4 separate regions of the Mus musculus genome follow, and all the other regions are linked to region 3. The links are chromatin contacts, called in public HiChIP or PLAC-seq and promoter capture Hi-C maps. All regions are on one chromosome and are shown on one strand. The core of a region is the stretch at or near the end of the contact, and the rest is flanking DNA. Distances in the headings are between cores, read along the strand shown.

Region 1 (4,320 bases), core at 1,725-4,224, 730 kb before region 3:
TGAAAATGTTGAGAAACATAAAAGAAAGTGGAAAATCTGAGAAAAAAACGGCAGGCCTCAAGAGTAGAAGCCAGCACAATAAAAATCCTGGGGCTACAGGGAGTGAGGGTGTCTTGTAATCTGCAAACTTTCATGTTTCTAGAAACTTCAAGCTGTTGGCTTCCATACAGGACAGCCAAGGAGTAGACAGGGTAGCTAATGAGTCACCAATGACATGGGCTAAAGCTGGACCTGGCACTGAATGCTCACATCCTGGTTGCCAGCTGAGACCTTCACTGGGCTAGGCAGCAAAGACAGAGTATTAAGCTTTGTAGACAGAAACCCAAAGGCAGCTACACTTTTCCTGGAGTATGGTAAGAGAACCTCAGGCACCATGACCCCACCTGCCACATACCTGTGGCTCACAGTGTTCCTCAATCCAGCTGAAGACACAAGCTGAGAGCTCCTGGAAGCTGGCCACAGAGATAGAGGCGTTGAAAGACTGGAAGAGGGAGTCCATGATGCCTTGAAAGACGTTGAACTTGACCTGGTCAGAGACCTGGTCCTCTCCCTCATGAGGGTTGTCCTGATGTGCCTTCACGATTTGCTCATAGTTCCTGAAAGCATGCAAACAAACAGGGCTGAGGTGCTATGGCAGCTGTCTACCTGAAAAGTATGGAGGGATAATCCAGTTGGCCATGCCATAAGGGGATTCCTAGGCACCTGTGGGGATGCATTCGTTATCAGCTGGATAGACGAGCCTAAGTCAGAAACAGTGAGAAACTCTTACCTTGATGGGTATTTACGTCCTATATGTCTGTTATATGTACAAGACTGGTGGGCCAGTCAGCTGTGTCTTACAGTGACTTCCTTGCTGGGTCACCTACATGTGTTCTCCAACATAGCCTCTGAACAAGAGTGCACTTGACCTCAGCCCCCCAGCCCCCAATTCAGCACCCCTCTTACACTTTCATTATCTTCAAGGCTGTGACGTCCTTGCGCAGTGTGGATACTTCTTCCTCCTGCTTTTTCTTCTCCTTGTGTAAAAACTGGATGTAGTCAATGGCTGGAGTAGGAGCCAAGAGAAGGGTTGAGCACTGAGGAAGTCTGAACCAGGAAGAGGGCTTATTTTGTTTGCCCTTCCCCTATAAACCAACTTTTCCATTAAGGCGACCACACCTGGGTGCGACCAGGTCCTAGCCACTTCACAGACACTACTACCCCCCCTGCCCCACCCCTTGCCTGGACATACTCTTCTGTAGAACGATGGCTTTGCTGAGTTTTTGGGAGCCAATGGAGAAATCCTGCTGCTGGCAGGTAGGGACAATGGTCTGAAGGTCATCATAGCCTCTCTGGAAATAGCAGGGAAATGGGTTCCTTAGCTCAGGAACAGCAAAGGCTAGCGCACACTTTTGATACCAGTTCCATGCTCAGACTCAAAGCACAGAGGGCTGGAAGGAAGAGGTGCAGGCATAGAACCAGCCCAGCATCCCCACCCCACCCCACCCCTGCAGACATCTGGGGCTGAAGGGTCAGGGCAGGGTCCTTCCCTGCTGCCCTGGGTACAGGCTTCCAGTCACCTTAATAGCATCCCTTCTCTTCTGTTCAGCCTGAGTGTGCGCACGCCGCCTCCGGTCTTTGTAGGACTCCTTGTAGGACTCCTGCTGATAATCACTGTCCTCATCATCTAAACTCAGAGATGGAGGAAGGAGAGATCACTTTACAGTACACTAAATCCAATTCGCCCACCCTTCCCCAGTTGGAAGGACCTGGTGCCCAGAGATGTTGAATAGAAAGAACCTAGTTAATCTCTGATGAGGTGAAAGACAGTGAGCCTCGGGCTTGGCACTGTTCCTGCCACCCCCATATGGAGAGCGGAGCTCCCTATCTAGGAAAGATACTAAAATGATGGAAGAGCTAAGTCTCCCCAGGTGTGCGACGGGCTATGTTGCTGCCTACCTGTGTTGGGGACAGAAGAGGCACTGGTGGAGCCGATGCTATTAGCTCTGGACACTACACTCCCCTTGTGGGTGCTTTCTACAAAAAGCCCTGGAAAAAAGAGGCCTCAAGTCACTAAGGATTGGGGAACACTGCCATGCCTTCAGTCACCTATGGGCACAATGGCTTCAAATGCTGACCTCTCGCCATCAACTCCAAAGCCAGTCACCACAGGCCTTCCATTTCATGCTGAAATGCTCCTGTCCCAGGGTCTACACTGCCCAGAGGACTTATTTCTGGCTCACACAGGAGCATCTGGATGCAGTGACTATGACCAGCTGTCACTGTTTCCATCATTTCCCATTCTAATGCAGAGGAACCAGGTGTGACCATGGTTGCTTCCTGCCTATTCTCCAGCTCCACCCTCACTTCTCAAGCCAAGTCCTTGGCGCAGTGACAGTGGACTGTGCTCAGGTGTGGCTGGCAAGACCATAAGAATCTACAGAGCCGAACCAGGAGTCATTCCTGACCCGCAGACAATGGAGAAGGCACTCACCAGGATCCAGGCTGTTGTCACTGTAGGCATACTCGACCTGCAGCACCAAGCAAGGGAGAAGCCTGTCAAACCTCTGCCTCTAGGAAGGCACGCGCAATCCGCGAAAGCTCATACCACAGGTGCAGGGACCACTGAATGGTTAAGCCAAGCCTTGGCTGGGCCTAGGGGGGCGTCGCCCCCTCTGTATGCTCCTACCGTCCCCGCCCCATCTCCCAGCTATGACCCCCTCGTTCCCGCACACACGCCCGTTTGTCTCCCCACCTTGGCACAGGCCGGGTGAGAGCTGTCTTCTCTGCAGCCCCGGGCCCCGGACAGCAGGGGAGACTCTGGGGATAGTTGGGGAGCCCCGCGTCTTCCGGACCCCCTACGTGCACGAGCCCGACCCGCCCTCCCCTCGCCGGCGTGCGCGTCCGCGAAGCTTGCCTTGACCCAAGGGTCCTCCGGAGAGGCGCCCGGCTCCGTCATCGTGAACCTACCGAACCGGAAACAAGCCAGCGGACTGGCCCCCAACCTCCAGGAAGAGGCGAGGCTCAGTCACGTGATCCAACCCACCAATCCGCAATTGTAGTCGTGAGCGGTGTGATAGCGCTGCGCTTGCGCCGCTCCAGTTTTTAACTGAATGTTGGAGGAGGCTAAATCTGGCCAATTCGCTTTAATGTAGGCAATGTCAGCCCCTAAGGGTCCCCACTGGCCTCCGAATGAGAATCTTCAATGGTGGCGATTTTCTGTGCAATGGAGCACCTCCAAAAAGATTGTCAGAGGGGCTAGAAGTGTAATTAGTTTAGTGGTAGAACCCGAGTGAGAGTACTAGCATCTGTCTGAACAGTGTGACACCTTGTACGCACGCGCACAGCTGGTCCGCCTGGCAATTGCTGCTGGGTCAAGAATTTCTCCTACATCACATGATCTGATCTAAGGGGGCACAAAGCCACCTCCAGCATCGGTCTCCCAACACTCAGCAGGTGCAGGACGCTAAGTCTTATAAAAATGCCTTTTAAGTTAAGCTTACAGTAAAGTCTATAACATACTCAAAAGCACATAACTAGTCACTGATAGGTTACACTTTACAGCACTCCTTGACTTCCAGCTCAGACCTTGCCCCTGAATTTGGAGTCTAACGTTCCAAAGGTATCTAGAGTCACTGGAGAGGAAACAGAAAACCACACAAGCAGCACTTGGAAACATCTTTAATTCAGTTACTGGGTCCAGACTTCACCAAACCCATCAACACTAGGTAGACATCACATCCACCACCAAAAAGCGGACAGAACCTCAGAGCGGATCGCTCCCCATTAGCTGTGTCCTCATTGCTGGACAAATTCCAGCATGCTAGGCGGACTTCCAAGCTTCTCTGTGTCCTGCACAGCTTAGCTTAAAGCCCCTGAGGCCAGATAGAGGGTAAACATCAAGGCCCCCATTTCTCCTCACCATTAGATTTGTTAGTTTCAAGGGCCAGTTTGGCGCCATAGAAAATCCACTGTCAGTTCCTGGTCTGGTAAGCCTTAGGGAGGCGCTTCTGTAGAAGATTCCACGCCTTTTCCACCTTTGGCCAGGCCAGAATGATACAAGAAAAGGCAAGGTCAGAAAAGCTAACCATTGAACCTTCCCTCCCCACAACCTAACCTAGTCTTTCCCTTTGCACCAACCTGGCTCTGTGTGACATGTGACTCCCACAAGGTGCTCAGAACCACGTTGCTCTGCTCTACCAGCTGCTGGCCGCTCATCTGGCTCTGCAGCCGGCTCTGAGCGGCTGCCTCACTTAGTCCATCCCTCTCAACAATGCGTCGAACAGCCTGGGCAATGGATGACACACGGGTCAGGAAGGGTCCTAGCCCAGTCTACTGGAT
Region 2 (4,319 bases), core at 375-2,874, 900 kb before region 3:
CCAGGACAGCCAGGGCTATACAGAGAAACCCTGTCTCGAAAAACCAAAAAAAAAAAAAAAAAAAAAAAAAAAAAAAAAACCAAACCAAACCAAACCAAACAAAACCAGGGGGCCTGAAGAGATGGCTCAGTGGTTAAGAGCATTGACTGCTCTTCCACAGGTCCTGAGTTCAATTCCCAGCAACCACATGGTGGCTCACAACCATCTGTAATGAGATCTGATGCCCTCTTCTGGTGTGTCTTAAGAGAGCAATGGTGTACTCATATACATGAAATAAATAAATATATCTTTAAACAGACAAACAAACCAACAGGTATCTGAGAACTGAACCCACCTTTCTTTCTCAGTTCTTCTAATACAATCTGAATTGACTCCACAGGAAGTTTCCCTGGCTTAAGGTTAAGGGAATGGCCTACATGTAAATTAGGTTAAATAAAACATTTTCGGAGTTCGGCCCACGATAAAGAATGATCTAGCCCCCTCCTTTCCCTGCCATACATACATGCAATTTTTGAAGAAGATATGTTTGCATTTCCTCAATATTCTGGAAAAGGAGGTAAAAAGAAACTTCCAGTTAGAAGGAAGAACTAGCAAAGTGTGTTACAGGCCTGTAATACCAGCTCTTATGGGATGGACACAGGAGAATCACCAGTCCAAGGCTGGGCTGGGCTATAGAGATCAGGTCTCAAATAAAAGGCAAGAGTTTTAGAAAATAAAGGGTGTTACCCTTTACTTCATTCTCTGTGCCTTTTTCTCCACAAATTTTACCTATGAATCAGAGAGCAAAAATAAATGACCCTCACTTCCTGGGAGAGGTGGGGCAAGTCAAAAAAATTATTAAAGATGGTTTGGGATTTGAGGCTCACAGAGAGGAGATTCAAATAGTTTTAAAGGGTCCAGTGTGTAAAGCTTGGGACTTAAAGACCCCAGCACTCATTAACTAGGGTAAAGGGAGCTTGCACTGCCTGCAAAAGTGCATATAAAATGATTATCTGCCATTTAGTTTTGCTGTTTCCCAAGTCCAGGTTGAATAGAAGCCTGCCTACTGTGGGTAAAGGGAGGTGGGGAGATGCAGTCTGGGCATGTAGAAAAGTGTGGGAGTGCGTGTGTGTGGGGGCTGGGGGTGGGCTATGGAAGAGCCTGAGGGAGGATACGCTGTAGCTTGACGTTGTTGAAAAGCGGGCTCTCCTGGGCTTCCATCACCGTCATGCTGGACTGTTTGTGCAGGCGGCAGAAGGACAGAACCAGAGAGCACCAGGCGGCCAGCTGCTTCTGCCGGGTGTCCACGTTCGGCTGTAACCTGCCGGGCGAAGGGAGCAGGACGAGGAATTAAAGCGTGGAAGAGGGCGGCAGCAGCACCAGCCTAGCAGCACGTTAGGGGGAGACAGTGACGGGCTGGCTGGACAGGAAGGCGGCCGGCAGCTCCCGTCTCCCCCGGAACCCCAAGTGAATCATCAGGGCTGAGCCCTGGGCCCCGGGGACGGGAGGGAGCTACACTGGGCTTCTCAGGGTCTGAGCCTCACGTAAAGAAGGGCGGGAAGCGGTACTGCCACGGCCACTCGAAACTCATCGCCATCGTAGTAGCCCAGAAAACCCGGAACCGACAAGGGGCTTCCGGTCTCCGCCTCAGCATGTCCGGGCTGACAGCACAGCAGAAAGGTTCCGGACTCCTCTCGGGAGGCGCCGCAGTGGGATGGGAACGGTTCTTGTCACCAATCTGCTGCTGTCTAAAGAAAAACTTCAACATGAAGCGCAGGAGTTCTGGGTCTTGTCGCTTAAACAGAGGGAAACGGGGGCGGGGGGGGGGGGGGGGGACGACGACACGTAGTTTCCCTCTGCAAATTGCGAGGTCAGCCGAACGCAAGTTAGAATCCACATCTGGAGGCTTCACCTTCGTGTCGGTTGCCAATTTAAACTCATGATGCCGAAATTTCCTGCATTCCCACCCAGGTTGACTTCACTCTTAAATTTCCTGTAGGATCATGGGAGCATATTGTGTGGTTTGCATCGCTATACGCGATTTTCAAAGAATCAAAACTTATTGCTTTTTTCAAAGAATCAAAACTAACGTTTAGCTCTTAACCTCTTCCTTTCTAGACCCCAGACTTGGAATCCCTTTGGCTTCATCTGACTCATACCCAGCCTACACTAGTCAGATCTGTCCCTTTGCCTGCCTAAACTACGGGTCAGTTCCCAAACCAGAATTACTGTTTCCATTCTCCCAACAGTACTTCCACTGCTGAGCTGTGGAAAATTGCTGAAGACCAACCAGAACATGTTTACTGAGTCCCGGGCTCGCTGACTAATCTCACTACTGGACTCTCAGGGGAGCCTTGTTGGATCTAGAAATACAAGTTTGGGAGTCTTCTGACCTGACATGCAATATGAACCCATTTAAGGGATAAGAGCACTAAACAAAAGGTGTATTGAAAAGAAGGCTGACCTTGGGCTGCTAGGAGATGCTCACCTTTAAAGAGCGAGAAGAAGCTGGGCTGTTTTCATTGATTCCCTGTTATCCTCATTCAAAATAGTCCGCCTGTGTCTATCTTTCTGTTCCCTGAAGAATTATTGTGAGAATCCCTTAATCTCTCTCTGTCACAATGTTTAATTCATAGCTCCAAAGCTCCTCCCCATTTTTTCTTCCTTTGCCTTTTGAACTCAAAACTGCCATTCTTCCTTTACAAGTAACGTGTTGCCTCAATTTTTCAATTTCTTTCCGGATATCACTATCATCATGCCTCCCTCCCTTTCTGTGTAGCTCACTTTATTTCTATTTAAAAGTAATGTTAGGGCTGGTGAGATGGCTCAGCAGGTAAAGAGCACTGACTGCTCTTCTGAAGGTCCTGAGTTCAAATCCCAGCAGCCACATGGTGGCTCACAATCACTCGTAATGAGATCTGACGCCCTCTTCTGGTGTGTCTGAAGACAGCTACAGTGTACTCATATACATACATAAACAAATAAATCTTAAAAGAAAAAAAAAATGTTAGCTGAGCACACCTTTATCCCAGAGCTCAGCCTTTAATCCCACTGCCTCAACCTTCTGAGAACTGAGATTACATGTGTGTGCTGTGTCCATGGTCTGTTTTTTTTAAAGATATATCTATTTTAGATATGTGAGTACACTGTAGTTGTCTTCAGACACACCAGAAGAGGGCATCAGATCCCATTACAGATGGTTTTGAGCCACCATGTGGTTGCTGGGAATTAAACTCAGGACCTCTGGAAGAGCACTCAGTGCTCTTAACTGCTAAGCCATCTCTCTAGACCCACCTTCTTTCTTTTTAAAGAAGGTATTAATTTCTTTTTATTTATATGTATATATGCATTTATGCAAGTGCTCCTGGAGACAAGAAGAGGATTCCCTGGAGCTGGAATTACAGGTGATTGTGAGTTGCCTGACATGGCTATTTAAATGGAATAGAACTTTGGTCCTTTGTAAGAGCAGTGACTGATCTTAATCTATGAGCTATCTTTTCAGCCCCCTACATTTTCCCCCCTTAGGTCAGTTCTGAAGGTCAAAGTCTGACTTATCTCTAACACCTCTCTCTCCTTTACCCCCTCATGACGGATGGTCCTATAGATTCCCTTCATTGATTTTAATCATAACTCCTACTTATAATTAGGTTTGCCTCCCCGCTCATCAGTTTGGCTAAGTCTTGATTTTCTCACTCCTGGATACCTTTGTCGATGTTGTTTGAGACAGGATCTCACTATGTCAACCTGGCTACACAGATCAGGGTGGCCTCAAACTCAGAGATCCACCTACCTCTGCCCCTGAGTGTTAGGGTCAAAAGTGTGAGCCACAAAGCCGGGCTTTACTCCTGGGGTCTACAATGACTTCCTAATCCACACTCATTCAATGTCTGCTCCAGGGGAATACTTTCCACCTAAGGCCTTGCCCTGGACCAACTCTGCAGTCACACTCTTCTGACTCCAGGACATGGCAATGTCTCTCTGAAAGTTTATATGTTGAAGGCTTGGGCCCCAGCTATGTTTGCTAGGGTTTGGGTGCTCAGATTCTGAGGAATCTAACTTTATCAAGAGGTAATTCATTAACGAATCCAGAGCCTAGTGGACTATGGGGAGTTAGAGACTGGTGGGAAGTAATAGGTTACCAGGGGCCTGCCCCTGTCCCTAGCCTTGTCCATAGCCTCTGCCAGGTTATGCTTTTCAGTTGCTATGAGGCTTCTGTTTGGACACATGCTCCCTGCCATGACGTTCTTGCCCCACTATGACCCCAGAAACAATGAAACCCAGTAGCTGTGCTCTGGAACATTAAGCAAAAAAATAAATAAATAAATAAAACTTTGCTCCTT
Region 3 (4,365 bases), core at 747-3,246:
GCGGTGGTGGTGCACGCCTTTGATCCCAGCACTTGGAAGGCAGAGGCAGGCAGATTTCTGAGCTTGAGGCCAGCCTGGTCTACAAAATGAGTTCCAGGACAGCCAGGGCTATACAGAGAAACCCTGTCTCAAAAAACTAAAAAAAGAAAAAAAGAAAAAAGAAAAAGAAAAAGAGAAAGAAAAAGAAAAAGAAAAAAAAGAACTTAAGGTTTTCTTTTAGAGGTCTGGTCTTGCTCTGTAACCTTGGCTGCCTGGAACTAGCTATGTTTGAGGGGTATTTAAAAGGCAAATTCAAGCTGGGTGTGACTTGTAATTCCAGCTCAAGAAAGTCTGAAGCAAGAGAATTGAGGCCAGCCTAGGCAACATAGTGAATTTTAAGCTAGCCTGGACTACAGAGTGAGACCCTCTTTCAAAAGCAAAACAAAATTGGGGCGTGTTGGGGATTGGAGAGATGGCTCAGTGGGTGAGAACATAGGCTGCTCTTTCAGGGTTCTGCTCCCAGTTCACAGCCATCTGTAATTCCAGGTCCAGGGGATCCGATGCCCTCTTCTGGCCTCTGTGGAAAACAGGCATGGTAGTGGTGCCCAGATATACAAGCAAGCAAAACACTCATATGCACAAATAAAACTGTATGTCTGTGTGTGTGTATACATACATACATACATACATACATGTGTGTGCGCATGTGTAAACTGTCTCGGTCTGCGTGTAAACATAAAGGCTTGTGTTTGGATCCCTAGCATCCACATGAAGGTCTGGTATGGTGGCACCTGTCTGTAAACCCCGGGGCTGAGGGGTAGGGTGGAGTTAAGTGGATGTCTTGGGGAATCGCTGGCCAGACAGTCTAGTCAAAGTGCTGAACTCCAGATTCAGTGAGGAACCTTGTCTCAAAAAATAAGGTGGCAAGGGACGGACAACAACTGATGTTGACATGGACACCTTCATACACCAGATATAAAAAATAAATAAATAAATATTTTAAAAAACGTAAAGTCAATAGCCTTGTCCACTGGAGGATGGTGGAGAATGGAGAACATCAAGAACGATTTTGAGACTTGAGTCCATGAGTCATCCATCTCCCTTTAGCCTGTCTCCCAGTCTAAAAGCACAGAAATGGCTACTGCCCTCCCTAGCTCCCACCCCTTAAACCAGTTCATTCAGGACTGAGAGCCAGCTTCCAAAGTAGCCATTTTTCTGGGGAGCATACGTCCGTCCATGAGCTGAAGAGCACGGGTAAAGTCGTGGAGACCGACATCGATCAGTTCAGACCCTGGGATAACGGATGTTTTGGTGTGTGTGTGTGTGTGTGTGTGTGTGTGTGTGTGTGTGTGTACACGGGGATCTTGAAGAGTCGTCACAGCGAAACATTTAAGCAGGATCCCCTCCGAAGATGTTCTTTTTGGAATGTTTGAAGAACAGAACAGGTGCTTGCTTGGACTGTAGGGCTTGAGAATTAGGGTTGGAAATAAAGAACGAGTGAACGCACTAAGATGGAAGACGTCCAGGGGCGAGCGCGAGAGTGAGAGGGACCTGTGGATGACACGCAACACGTTGAAAGCCATACCGGAGTTTGGATTTCTCGCTTAGTCTACCTGGGAAGGCACAGGCGTACTGCCTCGATTCTCAGGTCACCTCGGTCTGTACACAATGTTGGGTAGGGCAACACAGAAAGCCCCTGGAAGCTGGGGTGGCGGGAGCGCGCGCGGGGGGCTGAAGGGGGGGTTGTTTCTAGGCAGAAGCTACGGGTCCCTCTACTCAAGTCCAGGGAAGCGGCGGCTTTGGACAGAACCATTCTCAGAAGATGGAAGGGAAGAGAAATCCATCACCGTGGACTCGACCCCACGGAATAAGCTAGGCACTAGTTCATCTCTTTCTTTCTTCTTCTTTTATTTACTTCCTATCTCGTCACCACTGGCTGCTTTCTTGCAGGATCCTGAGTCCTCGGCACCACTAACTGATCAACGGTCACCCCTAGCGCCACGCGTGGTACAGCCCAGTGGAGCCCGCTCCGAGCACAGGTTATAAAGCCCCGGCTGCGGCAGCGGACTGCGGAGTCAAGATGCGCCCGAAAGAGCAGGTGCAGAGCGGTGCGGGAGACGGGACAGGGTCGGGGGACCCAGCAGCAGGCACCCCCACGACCCAGCCTGCAGTTGGTCCCGCTCCGGAGCCCTCGGCGGAGCCCAAACCTGCTCCAGCGCAGGGAACCGGGTCCGGACAAAAATCAGGATCCCGAACCAAGACAGGAAGCTTTTGTCGGTCCATGATCATTGGTGATTCGGACGCACCATGGACCCGCTACGTATTCCAGGGGCCTTACGGTCCCCGGGCCACTGGCCTGGGCACTGGAAAGGCCGAGGGAATCTGGAAGACACCAGCCGCGTACATCGGCCGGAGGCCCGGCGTGTCCGGCCCTGAGCGTGCGGCGTTTATTCGAGAGCTGCAGGAAGGTAAACTGAGTCTCGGGGATCCCGCATTGGGCACTATTTGGGCATCTCCAGGTAGGAGGGGGTGCACCGACTCAGGCGCCCCGCCCCCTTGTGGCTCTTAGTTCCACCTTTCCACCACCCCCGCGAGACCACAGTCTGCGGTGCCGGTTTGGTTTCTCTTTCCCCATCTCCCCCCCCCCCTTTTCCGGTTTCCCGATTATTGTGGGTGCGTCAGGTCCAGAGCTCTCTCGCGCTCTCCGCCCGCCTCTTCGCGCCTGTTGCTGTGGCAGATCTGCGCACTCTCAGTGCCCCCTCCCCGTCTACCGCAGTGCCAGCAGAGGGGCGGGGGCTGCGGGTGCGCTTTGAGCCTGCGCTAGCCCGCAGGAACCAGCCTGCGTGGGTGGGTAGAGGTGTGTGTGTAGGGGAGCCTTTGACCACTACTTGTCCTCAGGGGGTCTGGGTCGTACTTTTCCGAAGCTGGAATGAAGAGGGAGGAGTGGGCGGGGCACTGGGCTTCTGTCCCTCCTCTTCTGGGCGGGGGCAATTTTAGGCTCAGGTGCCCGCTTCTGGGTGCTGAAGAAGTCTACTTGGCCCTCCTGTGACAAGCAACAGGTTTAGGATGGGTGACTGCATTTGTTTTTATGATCGAGGAGACTCCAGTGATGGCTAAGATGCCGATTGGGGGTGGGCATGATGAGCCCAGTATTTTCCCTGACTTCTTATCTCGAGGGGCCCAGAGACCCAGGGGTCTTGAGAGTCCAGTTCCTGAGCCCAGAGGATGGTTTTGCCTTTACAGCATCCAGGCCCCTCCTGAGAAAGCAGGAGTGGGGAGATCCGGAGCTGTGGAGAGGGTGTTAGGGCCAGATGGAGTGCAGTCTCACAATCTTTGTTGTGAGGGGTGTAGTGGTCTATGGGCAGCCTCGGCTCCTTTCCCTGACCCACTTGGGCCTTTCCTCCTGCAGCGTTGTGTCCTAATCCACCACCCACGAAGAAGATCACCGAAGATGATGTCAAAGTGATGTTGTATTTGCTGGAAGAGGTGGGTACCGCCTTCCTCACTCAGGCCAGCCCTCATTTTAACTCTGCCCTACAGGACTTCGGGCTTTTGTCTGTTTTCTTCTTGCCTGGGAGCCAACTTGAAGGCCCCTTTCCTGGAAGGCAAGTAGATTACAGAGGACCAATCTGGACTGATCTTATCAGACCCAGGAGATGGTTAATAGTCTTTGGTACTTGGATGACTGGGTGCTGGAGAGATAGTCTTCTTGTGACCTAGCCCTGGTTTCTCCCTCCTGTTTGGGAGGTCCCGGAAACTTCGAAGGAATTGGAATGGTTGGCTCTTCTTTTGCAGAAAGAACGGGACCTGAACACAGCCGCCCGGATCGGCCAGTCCCTGGTGAAACAGAACAGTGTCTTGATGGAGGAGAATAATAAGCTGGAAACCATGCTGGGCTCAGCCAGGGAGGAGGTATCTGGGTTCCTAAGGACCAGGGAGAGTTCCGTGTGTCCCCTCCCCAGACTAGCACCCGTTCTGCCCCCTTGTGCTCATCTTTCCGTGGCTTCTCTCCCCTGCCCTAGATTTTACATCTCCGGAAGCAGGTGAACCTGCGAGATGACCTTCTTCAGCTCTACTCAGACTCTGATGACGATGATGATGAGGAAGACGAGGAAGACGAGGAAGAGGGCGAAGAGGAGGAACGAGAAGGACAGAGGGATCAAGACCAGCAGCACGACCACCCCTATGGTGCCCCCAAGCCGTACGTGTTCGGCCTTTGTGCCCGGGATCATCCGTTCTCTGAGCCTCAGTTGCTCGTTTATAAATGGGCATGGGCCTGCTGACACTGTCATTGCTGGGGAAGCCTTGGGGACTGGGATCCTCCAGCCCTTACAGTCTGACTCTCATCATCGCCCTCCCCCCCCTGCCAGACACCCTAAGGCTGAG
Region 4 (4,636 bases), core at 1,221-3,720, 860 kb after region 3:
AGAAAGAGCAGGTCTGGTGTGATTCAATGGTTTTATTTATATTTGGAATGGGCAATAATTGGATTGGCTTTTCCTAAGTTGAGTTTATTCACCTCACAGGGCTAGGAGAAAATGGTATGGAAGGGCCCGAGTTAAAATTCTAACTCTAGAAAACATCAATACTGAGTTTATGAAACAACACCATTCATGAAAAGCTTTCAGTATTCCAGTGCTCTGACCAAGCAGTGGTACTTAGAAGGTGGAAGACTCAACCCTGCATCCCAAAAGGCTGCAGTCTCAGGGGCGTGAAACAATGTACAGTGTGGTGTGATCAGTAGTGAGATGGTCTGACCAGGCTTGGCTGGTAGAGGTCTTGCCTACTGTGTAAAACGCTCTGAGACTTTACTCCCAGAACTACATAAAGAACATCCGATGTGTGCCTATAACACTCAAGAGGCAGAAACAGGAGAATCATAAGTTCAAGGCCCTCCGCAGCTACACAGCAAGTTGAAGGTCAGCCCCAGCTACATGAGACTCTGCCTCAAGTATGGAAAGAGTAATAACGATCCTCACTAAGCACAGAAACTCCTGGACCCTGTGGTGGTTCTGGCTTCTGCAGCAGAGCAGAGATACCAAGTGGCCCATTCTGTAGGAAGACCTTGGATCTAGATGAGGTCATGCCCTGCTGGCAGGGCACCAAATTCATTCCAGAGAATTCAGAAAATGATTATTGAAGGAAACAACCTTCAAACCTATCTTTGCAAGGAAGAGACAAAGTCTTGTACTCAACTACACTGCACATGCAAATAGCCTCGAATCACTCACCTCTGCGAACCCCTGGTCCTTTATCAGCAAAGTGTATTATAACTGGGCAGTGTTTGCCTACCCCTGGTTATAGGCTCCATTCTCAGTAGCCCCCTACACACACACACACACACACACACACACACACACACACAACCCAATAGTTGTTATAAGGATTAAACAATGTCTAGGAGGCAGAGAAGGTCCATTACCATTATGGAAGAAGTACCATTATGGTCCTGTACAGGACCTCTTTGTGACTGATAGCAGTGCTATGTGGCTTCCCTAACTCAGTTCATCCTCCCCATATCCCATACAGGCCTCATTTTCCCTGATCTGTGCAGTTGGTGGCATTGAAGAGTGACACCAAAGTCTCTTCTGATAACTGACATTTTATTTTTTGTTTCGTATGTATGTGTGCCTCATGTTTGTGAGCATGGGGGTGGGAGAGGATGAGCACACCAGAAAGCAGCAAAGGTCACTGGGTGTCCTCCTCTGTCACCTTCTACCTTATTCCACTGAGACAGAGTCTCTCCTTAAACCAGGAGTTACACTGGTGGGCTCCAAGCCCCAGAGACCCTCCTGTCTCTGCACTCACACCAACAACGGAAAGGTGTAATAGCAACACCACACATAGACTCTGGGGATACACATAGACTGTGTGCATGGCTGGCCCAGCAAGGACCCTGACCCTCTGAACTATCTCCATAGACCCTGACAGCTTATTTCTACGTCATCTTTAAATGGAGTCACCAGTAACCAGCACAGAGCCCTTGCCCCAAACTACATCATTATTCACTCTCAACCTCTGCCTTGGCAGAAAGTTAAGATGCATCACACATGTCAGACCACCACGACGGGCTTCCTGTTTTCATAGCCCCTGCTGTAGATCGCATACAGGTCAATGGTCCGGGGACTCAACCAAAAAAAACAGAGACTGCCCAGGGCTACTGGTCAAATAGCAAAGCCATCTTTTCCTCCCTGGAGCCCAGGGACATCCCAGGCACAGGCTGGCTTGTTTGGTTTTGAGGTGTGCTGGGATCAAAGGCATCCTGGAAGCGGAAGGCCAGTCATTCATTAATTAATTACGACTGTAATTGAGGGTTTGTTCTGAAGAGTGATTCCTTTGAAATTACTTTCCATCAAACGGCAGCAGACACAAAGGAATCAGATATTCAGAGCCCTCTCTGTTTCCTTCCGCACGGGAGCAGATTTCCTCCAGGACTTGAGATTCTGGTTTGTTCTGGTTCTAACCTTGTAAGTCTTTCTTATCCTGGTGTAAGAGGGTTTATCTGGAGCACTGTGTGTGTGAGAGAGATTAATGGTTGGTTTTTTTTAAAAGAAAAGCTATACCACACCAGTCTTACTGTGGACTTTAATCTGACCTTTTTTGGGCGAATGTACATTGGAAATTTTCCACTGCGAGATTAGAAAGACATCTGAGATCTGCTACCCACCTGGTGGCCTGGGCCACGCCTCCGGGTTACCACTGGGAGGGAGGTGGTAACTGGCATATTCACGTGGTTCTAAACAACAACAGCAGAGTGTGTTGGCCCAGGGGCACCTCCGGATTGACCAAGAGGAAACACACATTGCACAATGATAGGATCTTGTCGGTACAGTTGTCAGAGAAGGAAACTCCCACAGCAAAGGGCATAAAACCATCTCAAGCAGTCTGAGGCAGTTCAGTCCTGTGAGCGTCAGAGAGCTGAGATAGCCCTGCTCCATACACAGATGGGACCATGAACTCCAGCCACAGCTTTAACCAGACCTACTCGGCCTCTGTCCACAGCCTCGGAAGCACCCGGGGGCGGCAGGGGAGCTGCCATCGGGCACCGAGTGTCCATGGAGGCGCAGGGGGTGTCCGCATCTCCCTTTCCTTCACCACGCCAGGCTGCCTGCCTCCTGGAGGATCATGGGGGTCTGGAAGAAGCAGTCCCCTGCTAGGTGGCAATGGCAAGGCCACCATGCAGAATCTCAACGATCGCCTGGCCACATATCTGGAGAAGGTGCGGGCTCTAGAGGAGGCTAACTCGAAGCTGGAAACCCGTATACTAAGGTGGCATCAGGAGAGAGAACCCAGCCACAGAAAGGATTATTCCCAGTATGAGGAAAACATCAGCCGCCTGCAGGAGCAGGTAAGACACTGAGAGAGACCCTGTAGCTATGGTACTGCCATACCCAGAGAGGATAGAGGGAGGGGGAACCAGACTGTGTGCATGGCAGTTCCCAGGGCAAACAGCAAAAAGAACTCAGCTCAAGTACTGCTCACCCAAATCTTACTGCTATAGCTTAAGTATGGATGGATTCGGGGAAATCTGTTTATAAAAATAATTTCCTCTCTGCAAATGATGTAGAAACCAGACAGCAAACATTTCAGATTTACTATACACTATCTTTTAAACAGCAAAACTGCCTGGTTTTCTACACACTTTAAAACATGGGGGGGTGGGGCGGGGGGTGAACCAAATATGTGAGCCTTAGGAGTGTCAGACAGCCTGTCACCGTGCAAGTATCACGTAAGATCCAACGACATCACAGAAATGATAAGGCTGCTATGCAGGGTGCACCCTCGGTACACAAGGCCCAGGAGAGAATTTGCTTCCAAATCAGATCAGTTCTGCTCCACCTCAGAGGCCTGACGACAGTGTGACTCTCTATCAACAAAAGGCTGAGTTACGCTACTGTGTAGGTCATGCGGAAAAAGCTGTCTCTCCAGCAGCAGATAGATCGTGGACATCCCTGGATATTTTTCTAGGAACTGCTAAAAGATAAAGTGGGTCACACTTCTGATAAAGGCATATTGCTGGGGGTGGGGGGGTGAGAATAGTAAAATTGGGCATTTAAAAACTGGAGAGATGGGCTTCCCAAAGAATACCATGCTTCCCAGTCAAACACCTAAGATGCTCAGCTTCTACTTTCTGGGATGCCTGGATACAAGCAGAGGGGTGACAGTCATCTCACAGTTGTGTTCTTAAAGCTATAACCCTTCCCTTTGTATGAAGGAGCATGATTTAACCCCCGCACCCCCGGAAAGGCCATTGCAGGCTTCCAATATTAATACCATATTATTTCACAATGCTCAGCCATCTTTGCTTGAATGTAGGAAGGACCAATCAAGATAACATAAATCTGTCCTTGTAATGACCCCTAATTATTGAATAATCGGCCTAATAACCAAGTGCGTAATTGCCTTAACTACAGAGTGCGCGGTCGTCTCTGTGAAGAAAACAAGGTGACTCAACATCCTCACGCTGTTTTTTCGTTTCATGAAGTTGCTTTGGTTTTAGAATGGAGGGGAAAGATGATGTCTACAGATGGAAAGCTGGGAGCATGACTCCCAAAAGAAATACCAGATTACACCTGCTCCAACAGCAGGCAGTCCAACCAGAGAGAGAAGTAGGGAGAGGAAAGAAAGGGGAGGGAACAATTATTGAGCATTTCCTGTATGCCGTGCGGTGTGGAGGGTGTTAAATCTGTGCGAAGGGCTTTCTGCCACAACTGGACTCATCTATGTTATCTGACGTAATTCTTGCAACTCTGTTAGGAAACTAAAGTTCAAAACTGTGAAATAACCTCCAAGCCAGCAGCCAAGGGCAGGGTGGGACTTCCCCTCAGGTCTGTTTCAAATGATCCAACCTCCACCCTGCGTGATACCAACTCAATAGCCTCATACAAAGATGAAATGCATGTCTTAGTCCCATGGATCATGCGGCGGGTTGACAGAACAGCCCATGTCACACATAGTTCACAACGTTCAATTCTCACAGATCTGGGAGGCAAATATTTTTATCCCCAACTTCCAGACCAGGGGACTGAAACTGGATACTTCTTATACCTGCTTTTCTAAATT

What was found. Promoter capture Hi-C pulls out the DNA fragments that hold promoters and counts their contacts. HiChIP or PLAC-seq counts read pairs in DNA pulled down with a chosen protein or histone mark.
Region 1: a contact with region 3 is called in a FOXA1 HiChIP or PLAC-seq map of pancreatic cancer cells. The contact joins the promoter of Mlx here to the promoter of Hap1 in region 3. A contact is called at or near these places in 2 of 39 promoter capture datasets (embryonic stem cells and hippocampal neurons), 1 of 484 Hi-C or Micro-C datasets (embryonic stem cells), 2 of 115 datasets of contacts at active chromatin or transcription factors (large pre-B cells and pancreatic cancer cells) and 2 of 9 other capture datasets (adipose tissue and liver).
Region 2: a promoter capture Hi-C map of liver shows a contact between it and region 3, with 3 times the contacts expected there. The contact joins the promoter of Vps25 here to the promoter of Hap1 in region 3. A contact is called at or near these places in 2 of 39 promoter capture datasets (liver and pre-B cells), 1 of 115 datasets of contacts at active chromatin or transcription factors (pancreatic cancer cells) and 1 of 9 other capture datasets (pancreatic islet).
Region 4: a contact with region 3 is called in an H3K27ac HiChIP or PLAC-seq map of extraembryonic endoderm stem cells, with 9 times the contacts expected there. The contact joins the promoter of Krt23 here to the promoter of Hap1 in region 3. A contact is called at or near these places in 3 of 39 promoter capture datasets (cranial neural crest, hippocampal neurons and liver) and 2 of 115 datasets of contacts at active chromatin or transcription factors (extraembryonic endoderm stem cells and pancreatic cancer cells).

Annotation. Positions count from the first base shown.
Region 1 is chr11:101,085,944-101,090,263 of GRCm38.p6, reverse strand. It overlaps Mlx (MAX-like protein X), which reads right to left and starts at 2,974. Exons shown (of 8, transcript NM_001159385.1): 1 at 2,897-2,974; 2 at 2,474-2,510; 3 at 1,939-2,028; 4 at 1,560-1,666; 5 at 1,232-1,331; 6 at 946-1,045; 7 at 395-596. The coding sequence starts at 2,938. It overlaps Coasy (Coenzyme A synthase), which reads right to left. Exons shown (of 10, transcript NM_001305982.1): 9 at 4,120-4,266; 10 at 3,645-4,016. The coding sequence ends at 3,954.
Region 2 is chr11:101,251,012-101,255,330 of GRCm38.p6, reverse strand. It overlaps Vps25 (vacuolar protein sorting 25), which reads right to left and starts at 1,624. Exons shown (of 6, transcript NM_026776.5): 1 at 1,524-1,624; 2 at 1,155-1,300; 3 at 335-388. The coding sequence starts at 1,576.
Region 3 is chr11:100,353,772-100,358,136 of GRCm38.p6, reverse strand. Hap1 (huntingtin-associated protein 1) reads left to right here and starts at 1,996. Exons shown (of 13, transcript NM_177981.2): 1 at 1,996-2,447; 2 at 3,389-3,465; 3 at 3,775-3,891; 4 at 4,002-4,180; 5 at 4,350-4,365. The coding sequence starts at 2,060.
Region 4 is chr11:99,490,954-99,495,589 of GRCm38.p6, reverse strand. It overlaps Krt23 (keratin 23), which reads left to right and starts at 2,470. Exons shown (of 8, transcript NM_033373.2): 1 at 2,470-2,921. The coding sequence starts at 2,526.